Linked DNA regions of Zea mays: region 2 is linked to region 1. The links are chromatin contacts, called in public Hi-C maps. All regions are on one chromosome and are shown on one strand. Each heading gives the region's core, a stretch centred on a gene start, on an enhancer-like site or on the middle of the called end of the contact. The rest is flanking DNA. Distances are from core to core; before and after follow the strand shown. Region 1 holds the start of LOC100275119. Region 2 holds the start of LOC100383529 (Acidic leucine-rich nuclear phosphoprotein 32-related protein).

Region 1 (7,229 bases), core at 2,417-4,916:
GCTGCTGCCAGTAGTGCCATGGGCCATCTCACATCATTGCCAAGAAAAAAACCAAAAGCCGAGACATGGCCCCGGCAAAATCTGAAGCTGCTGCTTCGGCTTTCCATTCCATGGACGTGCGCCAGCTTTTTCCTCCTCCAAAGTCCGATGGAAAGAGGAGACGGAAATTCCCACGAAGCCCCCCCCCCCCCCCCCCCCCCCCCCCCGGTTTTCCAAACCTGTCTCCGACGCTTTCCTCCGGCGCCACCCAGCCTGTCTAGGAGTTCCGTTAATCATCATCATTCGCCAGTGCGCCGTGGACATGCTAGTTAATTAATGGAACGAAACCAGCGAGTGATTGGGCTGGTCCCTGGTCGATTGGACGGACGTGATCCACACCGGACAGAGAAATCTCACCGAACCAATCAATATGGACCGCGCGATGTGCGGCTCCTGCCAGAACTCTCGCCGCGACCAAAAGGCTTCCGGCTGGATGCCTAGAAGGTCGTGGGCTCGTGGCTGTGGCACGAGCCGTCAGCCCGTCACTTCGTCAGTTCAGCACGTACCGATGCTGTGTGCCTGTGTTGCACTGGTCTAGCCGACCGGCCGCGCGCCCGCGCCCTGTTCCGACTTCAGACATCATCGGTGTGTAGCGGCGAACAAAGGGCGAGCCTGGACGCTTGAGGATTTGTGTAACTATACTTTTTCGTTCAGAAGATCGGTTGGCCCACTTTTAGGTTTTAGCAATTAGCATCGCATGGTTTGTTCAGAAGAAGGCCTTTCAGACCAGTTTGAGCATCCCATGATCATGGCACGTTCAGGTTTGACATTTTCAAGAGCACTCAAGGTGTTCCATGCTTTCATCTAAACAAACTACTGGTACTGTACTGTCGTTATACTTTCATCACCCACACTAGATAGACACCATAAGCAATTAAGCATCGACTGTTCACATGCACAACTCAACTCCCTAAGGGCTTGTTCGTTTTGGAGTGGATTGAAGGGGGATTGGAGGGGATTAAATCCCCTCCTATACAAATTTGTATAGGAGGGGATTTAATCCCCTCCAATCCCCCTTCAATCCACTCCAAAACGAACAAGCCCTAAAATAAATAAATAAACAGAATCCACGGGGCATAAACAAGAACAAGACGACACGCGGGAAAAAAACAGAAGTTCCTTTCTCCCCGACTCCGGCACTGGCCATGGCACTATGGCTGTGTGACTGTGACCACACACTGATTGCTCTGTCTGTCCATCCAATCCACGGGCTGGCGCGCATCGCCATCACATGACGCTGCACCCGGCATTGGGGTCCTCGCAGCAGTGCTGCTGCGGGTAGTACGGCTGCCGGGCGCCGCCGCCACCGCCGTAGTACCACCCCTGGCTATCGTACACCGGCACGCCGTAGTACCCGCCGGGCCCGGGCGCGGCCGGCTTGCCGCACCGGCAGTAGCCGTTGTAGCCGCCGCAGCCGCAGCCGTAGCCGCCCCCGGCGCCAGCGGCGTAGTAGGACGGCGGCGGCGGCGCCTCGTAGCCTGGGTTGTAGCCGTAGCCGTAGCCGGACACGGACCCGGCGGGCGCGGGCCAGACGGACGGCACGGCCACGCCCTGCGCGGCGCCCGGCGGCGGCGCGATCGGCTGCGGCTCGGACCCGGCCTTGGCCGCCATCATCTTCTCCAGGAGCGGGCCCAGGTCGGCCTTGGTCATGCCGGGCGGCATGGCCTTGCCGGGCTTCGCGTCCGCCGCGGGGACCTCGGCGAACTTCACCTTCTTGGCCTCCGCCTTCCCGTCCTTGTTGCCCTTCTCCGCCGGCTTCGCCTCCTTGTCGCCCTTGCCCCCCTCCTTCTTATCGGCCTTCTCCTCCTTCTTCTTCTCGGCCTTCTCCTCCTTCTTCTCCGCCTTGGCGCCGCCCTCCTTCCCGGCCTTGCCTGCGTCCTTCTCGGCCGCCGCCGGTTTGCCGGCGTCCTTGGGCTTGTCGCCGCCGCCCTCCTTCCCGGCCTTGCCGCCGTCCTTGTCCTTGCCCTTGACGTCCATCGCCTTGATGACCCGGCCGGCCTTGCAGCAGAGCTTGTTGCAGACCGTGTCGGCGTCGAACGGCCCGGAGATGGTCACGGCATTGCTCTTCTCGTCGAACGAGATCGTCTTGATGTTCATCTTGTCTGCGCAAGCGGCAACCCGAACCAATCAGAATCAATCAGCCATGCTCATGCCCATGTACCGTCAATCAATCAGCAGCACAGAACAGTAGCAGTAGGTTAATAATTAATAGTAATAATATATAAAAAAACACACAAAACAGTTGTAAACTCTCTGCTGACAGGTGCGCCGAGCAACTGGCCTGGCCAGGTGAACGCTCATGCAGGGGCATGTGATGGCAGCGGGCCCACGTGTCAGCGAGGTTACAAGGACCAGGGGGCACTGAAACAGGTCCGTTCGTTGAGCGAATGGTGATGAACTGATGTGATGGCAGCGGTAGTAGACTAGTACTAGTACAATAGTGGACCGCACCTTGGATCTTGCAGAGGACTTTTCTGATCTTCCTGTAGCATCTCTCGCATTCAAGGTCAACCTTGAGGACGATCGTGGAGATCTGCAGAGAGATCGAGGGATTAATTGGCGGCAAATGAATGCAGAGTACTATTACTGGAAGCAGATCCAACTGTGTACAACAACCAGTTGTCAAGTTTTTATTCAGGATGACACAGCAGGAGTGCCTGATACAATGAACTCACGATATAGTACTAGTTACTAAAAACACTTGCTTACGCAATGGGCACGAACTGGACCAAAACAAAAGGCAGGGGGAAAAAAAGACGGGTGACTCATGAATCCTATGTTTGAAAAAAGACGGTGACAAATGCGAAAACGACAGTAGCGAAGGGTTTCGAAAAGACCGTGTGGAAAAAAACCCGAAAACCGGACAAATGGACAAAACCGGACGTGCGCCTTCGTCGCCTCGGCATGAAAGTGGTTGGGGCTGCGCTGGGGAAATGGATTCTGGTCAGAAGAGGGCCAGGGAACATTTGCTTGCTCTGTACTTCACTCGCCATACCCTCTGCCCCTCTGGTTGAGTACGTACTAAACTACCGAAGCTAACTCCAATAAGGTTTCTAGAGTGTCCGTATCGAAGTTCACTCTGGGGTTTGTATGTCCTGGATCTCTGAACAAGTTTTCTCGTATATTAATCAGCAGAAGAAAAAAAATGGCCGTTTTTTTACACTCTACTGCTAGACTCTGTCCTGAACAGCTCAATTCATAACCGAACACACAATGACATGTATCTGAAAAAATGAGGGGGGAAAATAAAGAGTCTAGAACGGAGATCGTTAGACGCGATTGAACTGAACCACCGAGGGTCGCACAATTGCAGTTCTTCCATAGTAGCAAAACAACAACAACCAAGACACGAAGATTTCTACCGAGAGCGCAGCACAGGCAAGAGACGATCGGCACGGGCTCATCGCGCAGAGGAACCCCGCCTCCGGGAAGCACAAGCGAGGGAACAGGTAGAGAAAGCACCGTAGGCGTTCGTGTCCTCTTACCTTGTCCGCCATGGGAGTGGCGCTCGACTGAGTCGCCGGGCCGTCACCCTCCTGGCCTGGTGCCGCTGGTCTCGAGCTCCGGGATGGTGGCTGCCGCGGGAGTGTGTGTACGCGTGGGGAAGGAGGAAGGGATGATGACAGTCTAGCACAGAGGAGGAGGGCGGTGGGTGCGGGTGCGGCGCTTTAAAACGGGAGCCTGAGCTGCGCGCCGCACGCAGTGCGTCCTAAGCACCAACCCCCCGGGCCACCGACGCATGGGCCCCTGGTCCGCGCGGACCCTTTGACCCCCCTATTATTAGCTGTGCGGCCGTGCCGCATGTGGCGAGGGCGCGAGTCCAGTGCCTTGCCAGTCGGTGGGGGCATTGGGCGCACAGACACACGACTGCCGCGACGCTCGACCAAAAACGTTTTCTGAAATGAAAATGGCACGGCGCACACGACACGCACATTATAATGGTAAAGACTTTGAAGACAAATGAGTAGTAGTAGCATACAGCTGGGAGCTGGCAGGGTAGAGCAATACTAGTAAGTAGTACTCCCTCCCTTCGTATGAAAACAAGTGCAGTTTTAGTTGAAGTGGTGGCGAATGCTGTCAGTGGAATTATCGTCACACCACACCTCTGCAAAAAAAAAGGCAAGTTGGCTAATCCATGATAAATGTACGCATTTATTTCGGGGTATATTTCGAACACCAGAAGTGTGCTTGTTATACGACGGAAGGAGTACTAGTAGTTCATAGTTATATATGTCTATTCATAGTTACTTACACCTCACTTGGCGGCGCCTCTTTCATTGGGGAGCTTTGGGCTTTTGGAGCCGCCGCGGTGGTGGTGAGGTTTCAGTTCAGGGTATCAGCGGTGGACTGGACGCTAGAGACCGCCGCAACCAGCACAGGCGGGTGCGGCATTGTTTGTCCCTAGCCAGCAGCAGCAGCAGGCTGCGTGGCGCTCCGCCTGGGGGCGCGGGCGCCCGGGGATGCATGGCGTTGCCCGTCAGAAATGGCGTCTTCTTTTCGAGTTCTCTAATCTAATATTAGAGTATATATGTTCGGCCAACTCAACATTACTAGCACCTTTTGTGTTCTACGGACCAGTTCCATTCTGACAGAGGAAAAAAAAGGGGAGGGCTTTTAGAGTCCTGTGTGCGTGACAGCTTACCAGAAAATCATTATGATTTCAGAGGTGGTGAGCACTGCCAAACCGGGGGTGTGGTTGCTTCATTTTGTGCGGGCGTTTGGTTCAGCCTCGCGCCCTGATGCTGCTGCTGCGGCTGCTGGTGGTGGTTTTTGTTTATGCGCCTGTTGGTGGCAATGGCAAGGTGAGCCTGGAGTCCGGGGTGAAGCGAAAACGTGACCCGGATCGCGGGATTAGGCCAACAACTGCACGATAACAAACTGCTCCTGGCAAATCCCTTTTTTGCGTCGGCGTAGCAATCTCGAACAGAGGAAAAGTGGGCGCGGCCGTCTGCGTACTCCAGAGTGCTGCACAACTCATTCGCCATTCGTCGTAATGATCCGCACCCGGAATATTTTTTTTTTGGTATGCACTCCTACGTAAAATGCGGCGGAACCTTCCCGCGTCCTGAGAACAGAGGACTGCAGCTTCCTCTGCCGCGTCTATGCTCCGTGGCCTCCTTCACTCACATGGCAATGGCATGAAGGAGCGTGAAGAATCTCAGAACGGACGCCGCCGACCCTGTTCGGGACGCGGAATGCGACCAGAGAGTGGCAGGGGGGGCCGCTGGAGGCTGTAGCTTGCCCGCGCGCAAGGACGCCGCCGCCGCGGCTAGCTGGCTGGCCCGCGAGGAAAACCACCAAAAACACGAGTGATAGAATTCGACGCCGGGTCGCCGAGCTGGTGGGCGTTGAAAAAAAAAACTGCGGCGGGGCGGGGCGGAGCGGGGCACGCGCGCGTGAGTGAGTGCGCAAGCGATGCGGCCGCCACGCCAGCACGCTGTGACCCACCGGCGGCATCGTGACCGCGCTCACCTAACACGCTCCCTCCACCTCCGCCTCCACCTCGCTTGAGTCGAGCCGGTGTCGGTGCCTGGCGCGAGGGCAGCCGGAGGACCGTGCGTGTGAGAGTGCTCGTTCCGGTGGCCCGTCCATTTCAGCTGCAGGCCGCGAGAGCACGCTGCACGCACGCAGTACGCACGTACCTCCAGTCGCCCCACCCACCATCCAATCCAATCCAATACAATCCAATGCATCGGATCGGGAGTACGCACGCAACCCTCTCTCTGCCGTCTTCAGTTTACGTGTACTAGTAAAATAAGATCGACTCTCTGGCGCACTGGATCAAAAACAACTGCTGAGCTTTCACGTCAGTGATCACCCGATACGACGTACGCCTCACAGTTCTGTTCTATGCTAATAGCGCCAGCAGGCGTACTCCTCCTTCTCGATCGATGATTGGCTCCACTACTCTTTAGTGGCATACCTAACAATTAAACAACGCGGATGGTTCCGAATTCCCGTTGGTTACACCCACCTCAAGTATACGTCTGCCCCCACACCCACAGCAGCTCTAATGGAAGGGGGAGCACGCATGGTCAGGGAGCTAAGCTGCGGAAAGAGAGTGAGTGAGCAGAAGAGCACTGTGCGCCTGTGAAGAGAAGGGACAAAGCTGGATGATTAATGACGCCAGAAGAAAGGGCCGCGAAAAGCGCCAGGGAAAGGGTATCGGGGAAGGCGGGCGAGACCTCGCTTTCAGAGGAGCAGAGACGATCAGACGAGAGGCCATTATGGATTTATGGTACGGGCTACTACGGCGTCACCTGCAGACATTTTAACCTGATCCACCACGCGGCGGACTGCAGTCTACAGAACAGGCAGCCGGACTGGCGGTGATGTGCCGGCGCAGAGCGTGCGGACTCCTAGAGTAAAAAGGCGCCGGTGCGTTGCGTTGGTTGGTTGATGTGGATGCATGCACCGCGGCCGTGGCCGTGAGATTCATCGGCCGAGAGAGAAGGCGGGACTGGGAAGTCTGGGAAGGAAGCAGGATCCCGGAATACGGTGCACGATACAATTTTTAGCGGCGAGCACGAAGCCGAGGCGAGGCGAGGCTCGTTGGATAAACTAATGAGCTAGTAGACGTCAAGCAAACGCTGAAACCTATCGAACTCGCACTCATCCTTACGCTAGCTACTTCAGTAGCAGTACTACTACCACTTACGGAGTAGTAGTACGAGCACTGGTATTGATCTTCCATAGCCTGGATATTCAGTCAGTGCGTGGTCCACATCCACACCCCCATAGGGCCATATATAGAAGCAGAAGATGAGAAGAGTCTCTCGGACTGCACATACAGTACAGCGTAGTCCTACGTACGCATCGTTGCACCGAGACGGAGCAGGACCCCATGGGAAAATAGTACCGGAAGCTTTATACCCTGTATGTTTGAAAGCAAACTAGTTTTTAAGAAACCGGTCTTTATGTTTTACTAGCTAGAGAGACCAACTTTTTGATTTTTAAGAAACTGAGAATCTAACTTCTACAGACTAAGTTCTAAACTAATATGTTTGGAACCACCTCAATTCCTATAAGTCAGTTTTTTTAATAAAAAAACTGTAGGGTGCTTAGTTGCACGGGACAGCCTACAAAGCCGAGTTATTTTGTTGAGGTAAACAACTGGACTGCCCACGGGCCTACGGACGCTTCGAGAACGCACGCACACAGAGTCCCTCGATTTGATTGATTCCATGCTG
Region 2 (7,229 bases), core at 1,375-3,874, 170 kb after region 1:
GGAGTGCATTCTCAAAAGATGTATCCCTTGAGAATCATCTGTCGCACCCCTTGAATTGATCACAAATATAATATTTTACTAGGTGTGTGTCCGTGCGTTGCAACGGGAGTACGCTGAGATGAGCATCGACACATATCTGATCGAATCTTATAGTTTCTTGGAGGTATGGAGAAAGTTTGCTCGGAAGCTAAACAAGTTAAGACCTGAGCATGTGTTACCCTTGTGCCCCATCAGCACACTATTCCGCGCTTGTATGAGTCTTGCATTGATGTCACACAAAATGTAATGTTGCCTGTCACGATAACGTGGTTCCATCGGGAATTTAACTTCAACTCGAGCGACAATACTATACTTCCGTTGTAGCCCATAAAAATATGTATCGCTATAGTCGTCGAACAACTTGAAGCTATATTAAACATGCGACTAAATAACATTCATAAATTTGATAGCAAAATCTTGTGTTAACTATTGTTTATAATATAACTTACATAGCCATCCTTTTTTCTTGTCCAATGCAACTCTTTCACGGTTCAATACGACTGGCTCCATCAAAACCTTTTATCATTAGAAAATATTTAAAACTAAATTGTAAAATGGTCCAATGCATTGATATAGCACGACGTAGGAGCAGTGTGGGTTGGTTGGTTGAGCATTTATTTTGGACTGTAGGTGTGACTGTGATTAAGGCTTGTAGTTCACGAGTCTGTAGCTCATGCAGAGGTGGATGACATGCATGATTGCGTCTGACGACTTTGTATTGCCCAGTTGGTGCTCAAGTACGGTGTCTGCAGCTCATACTAAATACCTTTAATGACACAATGCCTAAAACCTCACTAGCAGTTGAAAAGAACAAACCTAATACAATGGTGCGTTTTCAGCAATTCCAAACAAACCAAACAAGGTAGATTGGCAATTTTCTAACTTCATGGAGCACAAGCGAGTCACTTGAAACCCTAATACTTTTTCAAGCATCTGAAGCGCAGTAGCGATATTGTATTGTATTTTTCTTGTAACAAAAGCTGATTTGGCTACGTATATAGAACGTATCTGATTCCCAACCCTAAGATTTATACCAATTATGAATGCATAGAACCATTAAATTTTCAAACATTTAAACATGTGACAGACGTTTCAAAGATTGGGCCTTCGTGATTCAACCGTGTGAGATACAACAGTAAAAAAGACACCAAAATTGAGAAAGATCGCAAGCAGGTCCTCAACAAATAATGAAATACGGATGGAACAAGAACGGGCAATGCAGTTTCTTTATTTTCCTACACCAAATACATATGTTACAAACACAATGTAATAATACAAGTACTTCGCTGTCTCGGTTGGGAATGCAAAAACAAAAGGTCTTCTCAGAGGAACGAAGTTTTAGCAGTAGCAATTCCAAGGGCCAAACTGTTGTAAAACAGTGGTGGTACACCATCCAAACACAACAGTATGAAAAAAGGGGCATCAACATTAGGCATGAACAACATCTGCAACAGATACTTGCAAGCACAACAACCTGCCCCCTCGTCTCTAATTATCTTGGTAACCTGCGACACAACAAAGTACTAGAGGCCGAGCGCAAAGAGGAACGATAGATTCCATACATTCCTGTCGTTCTAGAGGCCGAGCCCTCCAATCTTGTCAAAAACAGCGAGTGTTCTTCCCCTTCTGTTCTTCCCTCCAACCGCAACTTCTCTCTGTTATCACGAGCAGTGCTGATAACGTATTACAGTTCAGTGAAAACGAGATTCGAGAGAATAGTGCAAATGACAGTTTTTCCTTTATTACAACAGAGATTATATTTATATATATATGAAGGAGTACATTGTCAAAAAATGTATCCTTAAGAATCATCTGTCGCACCCCTTGAATTGATCACAAATATAATATTTTATAACACCCCTGCAAAGATCCTCTCAACTCTCAACTCTCAACCCGGGACGTGCCGTGTTCCCCAAACCGTCGCCACTGCAGACCAGTCCAACGCTGAGCCGGATCCACATCAACTAGTGCCAAACTGTCAGGGCCAGCCGCCCTCCGGGGGCCCCACTGCCAGTCTGCGCGGCCCTCTACTCCACCGCACCGGGTAAAGGGTAGGCAGAAGAAACTAGACGCAAGTCCACACCAATCCGACGGCCTACGCTGCCTCGATGTAATCGCACGGTACTCGGCTCAGAGCTGTCTATTTCTGAACTGTTTGCTATCAAGCCACTTCCACTGTGGGCCCATATATCTTGGCCAGCTCTGTCAGTGATGTCCAATACCCAAACCCGAGGTACGCCTGGGCCCAGCAATTAACTAATAATATCTCGTGCTAAAAAAACAGAGACGAAAAAAAAAGAAAAACAAGGCAGGAGAAAAAGATGCTTTTGGCATCATCCAGCCCACCACGTCTCTCCCGCTCTCCGGCCCGCTCTCCACCCACCCCCTCTCAAAAGAAACACACGCCCCTCGGATACCGCCACGTCAGCGATCCGCGCCTCTCGATCCGAGCACTCGCATTGGCCGCGCGCGAGACCCACTAGCCAACCTCCCTGCGCCTGGTCCAGGGCGCGCCCCGTGAACCGCTCCCCTCTTCCCCCAATGGCGAGGAAAACACCCACCCCGTATAAGATCACTCTGTATTTCAAATCCCCTCGCATCCAAACACTTCCGTGGAAAAAAAACAATTAATAATTTATTACTGGCAGAAGGGGGAAGAAGAGATGGTGGACGAGGCATGGGAGCGGGCGGTGGAGGCGGCGCTGCACGCCGGCGGCGAGGGGAGCTCGTCGCCGGCGCGGAGCCTGACGCTTGACGGCGCCGTCAAGTGCACGCACGGGCGGCTGCCGGCGGCAGAGATACTGGAGCGGCACCAGAGCCTGGAGCACCTTTCGATCGCTGGCGTCGGGGTCACGTCGCTCGAGGGTTTCCCGCGGCTGCGGAACCTCACGCGGCTCACCCTCTCCGACAACCGCATCGCCGGCGGTCTCGACCACCTCGTCGCCGCTGGCCTGTCCTCGCTGCGGGACCTCGACCTCAGCAACAACCGCATCCAGGACGTTGACGACCTCGCGCCACTCGCCGACCTGCGCCTCGTCTCGCTCGACCTCTACGAGTGCCCCGTTACCCGTGTCAAGGACTACAGATCCAGGGTCTTCGAGATGATCCGGACGCTCAAATACCTGGACAAGATGGATGCCGACGAGAACGAGCGCCCCGAGTCCGATGACGACGATGACGACGGCGAGGGCGATGGCGAGGGCGATGGCGACGATGATGACGAAGATGAAGAAGACGAGGAAGACCCTGGGAGCGGCGAGGTAGCGAACGGCGGCGTCGCCCATGCGCGCGCGGGCGTGCCCTCGCACCCGGTGGAGGTGAATGGGGTGATCGATGTGGACGAGGAGGAGAGCGACGCTGACGAGGTCATCCCGAACGGTGGTGTCGAGCACAGCCATGGCGCAAACGGGTTTCGTGTCGCGGCTGCTGGCGAAGCCCGTGGCGAGGAGGATGAGGACGTGGAGGAAGATGACGACGACGACGATGACTTTGAGGAGGAGGATTTGGGGGAGGAGATTGATGAGGATGTTGATGACGAGGATGCTGTTGTGGAGGTGCATGATGTACCAAGTAGTGACGAGGAGGAAGATGGCGTGGAGGAGGATGAGGAAGAAGAGGATGAGGACGAAGATGATGAAGAAGAGGAGGAGGTTGAGGATGAAGGTGAAGAGGCGGAGCCACAGAGCAGTGGTAGGGTTGCCATGATGACAGGCGAGGATGAAGGAGAAGAGATAGATGGGCATGAACATGGAGAAGGGGACGATGAGGATGAAAATGGTGAGATTGGTGAAGAGGATGAGGAGGGATTGGAGGTGGGGAATGATGACGACGAAGACGACGCAGATGCGGATGATGAGGTATATCACATTGATTTTCTTGCAGGCGTTTCAAGTGCTTTTCCATTTATTGCAATTTCCTGTTTACTCAGTTGTTAATCTTTTTACGGTTATCTATTTGTTTATATCACTGCAGATGACATAACATGCATTTTGTTTTTTTAGTATAGTATTGTGAAAGTTGGCTCTTAGCGAAATTAATTTGTCACGGTGTTGCTCTTGTATCTGCTAGTGAGCTGCCTAGGATCATCCGGGAGAGCTGTAGAGCACCGTGGCGGTTGCTGAACACATCTATAGCATATTTTCCTGCGGTTTAATAATTTTATTATAACTTCTATCTGCGTATAGTCAGTGCTGGTAAATCTGAACTTTTTATACCTAGTGAACTGTAGATATGGTGGTATGGCCTAAAATGACAATGACTGGGGTATTAGTATGTTGGTTTTGGAAGTCTGTAAATTTTATTTGTTTGTCTATGATCTGCTGGATGATTAGCTCGTGTGCATTTACATTTGGCAATCATAGATCTTGATGCATTTGGTTTAAAGAGCCTTTTGGCTATTATCTGTTTATGCATATTTTTTTGGCATGCGTCTGTTGTGAATTATTCCTGTTTTAGTGAGGTTAGAATTTTTAGGATATCCCCCTTCGTGCAATGCAACTGTATTTTTGCACTCTTGTCCATATTACTGTTTAAGATTTTTTATTGTTTGTGATTTGTGGTGATGACCACATTAGGCCTTGTTCGGTTATTCCCATTACACATGGATTGGATGTGATTGAAAAAAATTAAGAAGAAATTTGACTTGCTTGGGATTTAAACCCACTCCATCCACATGGATTGCGAGCGAACCGAACAAGCCCTTAAGGAGTTCTTGATGAACTTGAGCACTTTGTGCCGCGCCTATGTCATCTGCCCATCTTCAGATGGTAGATGAAATACTGATGGAGTTGTGCCTGAACATGTCAATGCATATATGTTCTTCTTGCCATGCGTTTTACCATAATATGTTCCTTTGAAATCTGCTAATCTGTGTAATCAAAAGATTTTATGACTGCTTTGCTCATTAAAATGGTGCCTCTGCCATGAACTGGTTGCTTTTTAAATAAATGCTATTCTTAACTACCTGCTTGTCATCATCTTTAAAGATTGTCCGAATCCCTAACAAGCTCTATATCTACTTGTTATCTAGTTTTTTTTCTCCAAAATATTTCATGCGATCATTCTTGCGATGGTGTATGTTTAGTATTTTGTTGCCTTAATCTTGGATTGCCTGTGAACTTGTGATGGTGGTTCTTTTGGTACATGTTGAACAAGTATTCCTGAACTGTACTGTATATAAGATTGCCTATTAGTATTCTGTTTTCTCAATGCTATCTGGTTTTTTTTTTTTGCTTAGAATTGATTATCTGCATGTTTGCCAAAACTTGAGTTGCTGGGCCTTCTGTACAAAGGAATCTGGTCTATATTTATGGCCATCTGCATTCCACTTCCAGTCCATTCTAACAATATTTTTTTTGTTTGAGTTTTTGAGAGATTTCTTTCATGGCATGGAGTAAGAAATTCGGTTCTAATTAAGGTTTATTGCAAAATTTTATCTTCAGGATGAAGATACTGAATATCTTGTGCAACCAATCGCTCAGCCTCAAGCCATGGCTATTGGAAGTGAATTAGATGGAGTTGACCCTGATGATGCTGACGAGGACAAGGAAGAAGTCGACAACGATGATGATGGGGCCACAGATCAGCCTTCATCCTCGCATGGAGCCAAGCGGAAGAGAGATGATGATGATCTGTCAGGCAGTGGTGATGACAGTGAGGATGACGGTGTTGAGGACTTGAGGCCCTTCAAGCACAAGTGATGGAGCAGCCAATGTACATGGATCCCTCCCTCCCCCTTCTTCAGCTAGAAGTAAGCAGCAAGATCAGCAGCAGCAGGAGGAGGCAGCAGGAACAGAAATATGGTGGGTTTCCCCTGTCTTCTTTTTAATTGTTTTTTCTTGTAAAAACTTTGAATTGAGAGAGAGCTTCTGCCTCCTTGGAATAGCAGATTTTAGGAGGTAATGGAGAGAAACACCTTGTGTAGCCTAGTAGGCCAGTAGGTAACCAGTTCGGTTCTTCAGTCTCTCACCTTGCCGGCAAGCCCCCTTTTGTGTTCGATTTTTCCCTCCAACTTTCAAATGGTAGTTGCAACCGTGGGGCTTCCCTCCATCCTTTGAAATTTCTGTTGCACTGGCCGTGTAGGGTTGCACAAACTGTAGTTTCCCTCCAAAAGAAAGCCCGGGAAATGCCCCCCCTTTCAAATGCCCATGGTAGCCGTTGCCCCCATTTGAATTCTTGAGGTACTGCACCTCCAATCGGCTGAATTGCTTTCTGTTATGGTTACTGCTTTGAGATAGGTGAAATGGCTGTGGTTGCAGCGATGGAGGCAAACCGGGCTCCTAGTGCCTGTATATTTTTAAGGCCTTTTTTTTCGGCAGGGGAGGCTCGCTCTCAGCCTGCTGCCTTCAGCAGCAGCGTGTCTATGGGTTCACGGTGGTCGCGTCGTGTTGCCCGTGGTCTATCGCGGGGCTCGTTCTCTGTGTCACTGTCAAGCGGGCCCCAGGTGCAGGTGTGTGTTGCTCTGTTCTTGCGGTGAAATCGGGCTTGGGCGAGTAATATACAGTTGTTGGTCTGGGCTGGATGGAGAGTGAAGTGGAACAACCTCCCTTTGTTTGATCTGTCGCGAGGAGCCGGGGAGATATGGCGGTGGAGTAGAGGACAGTACAGCAGCCGCTTTCGTTTCCCTTTCGCTTTGGCAAGTTGCGCTAGCGGGGATGGGATGACAGGGCCCGGCGGACCCGGCCCCTTGTGGGTGGTGGGTCGGCGGGCGTGGGAGTAGGCAGTAGCGGTGGTGGTGGGGGCGGTAACGTGACTAGCGGCGGCGTGAGCGCGCTGGTGGGGTGGGTCCCGCGGGTGGTTGTGTGGCGGGCAGCGCAACGTTGTCGGTGAGCGTGGCTCGAGGTGGGGCAGGGTCTAGGGTTGCGAGAGGGTGCGAAGGAAGATCCCACGAGATGCCTCAGCCCGTCCGCCGGATGCTTCTCGGCCTCTGGCAAAATGGGGCAAACCCTTGCCAACCTTTCTTTACTTCGCGGTTTAATGACGGTACTGCCCCTCTGCCGGACCCGCCACGTTGAATAATCTGTACCGCGCGTTGGTGTGGCCCCGCAGGTCAGGGGGATGTCGCGGTCGGCGGGCGTACCCTCTTTGGTGACTGCGGATGGATTTGTGGTTCATGGGTGGATGGATTTCAGGATTTGGAATTACGCGAAGTTACGGCGCGGTTGTTGCTCCCACCGGAATCCCTGCCTGCG

The links. Hi-C and Micro-C count contacts between places; a contact is called where the count stands out from the background.
Region 2: a contact with region 1 is called in a Hi-C map of tassel, with 1.9 times the contacts expected there. The contact joins the promoter of LOC100383529 here to the promoter of LOC100275119 in region 1. A contact is called at or near these places in 4 of 25 Hi-C or Micro-C datasets (ear, endosperm, leaf and 1 more).

Annotation. Positions count from the first base shown.
Region 1 is chr7:173,899,379-173,906,607 of Zm-B73-REFERENCE-NAM-5.0, forward strand. LOC100275119 reads right to left here and starts at 3,667. Exons shown (of 3, transcript NM_001149782.2): 1 at 3,525-3,667; 2 at 2,491-2,572; 3 at 1,112-2,141. The coding sequence starts at 3,536. The coding sequence ends at 1,267.
Region 2 is chr7:174,066,113-174,073,341 of Zm-B73-REFERENCE-NAM-5.0, forward strand. LOC100383529 (Acidic leucine-rich nuclear phosphoprotein 32-related protein) reads left to right here and starts at 2,625. Exons shown (of 2, transcript NM_001176177.1): 1 at 2,625-3,896; 2 at 5,481-5,960. The coding sequence starts at 2,703. The coding sequence ends at 5,738.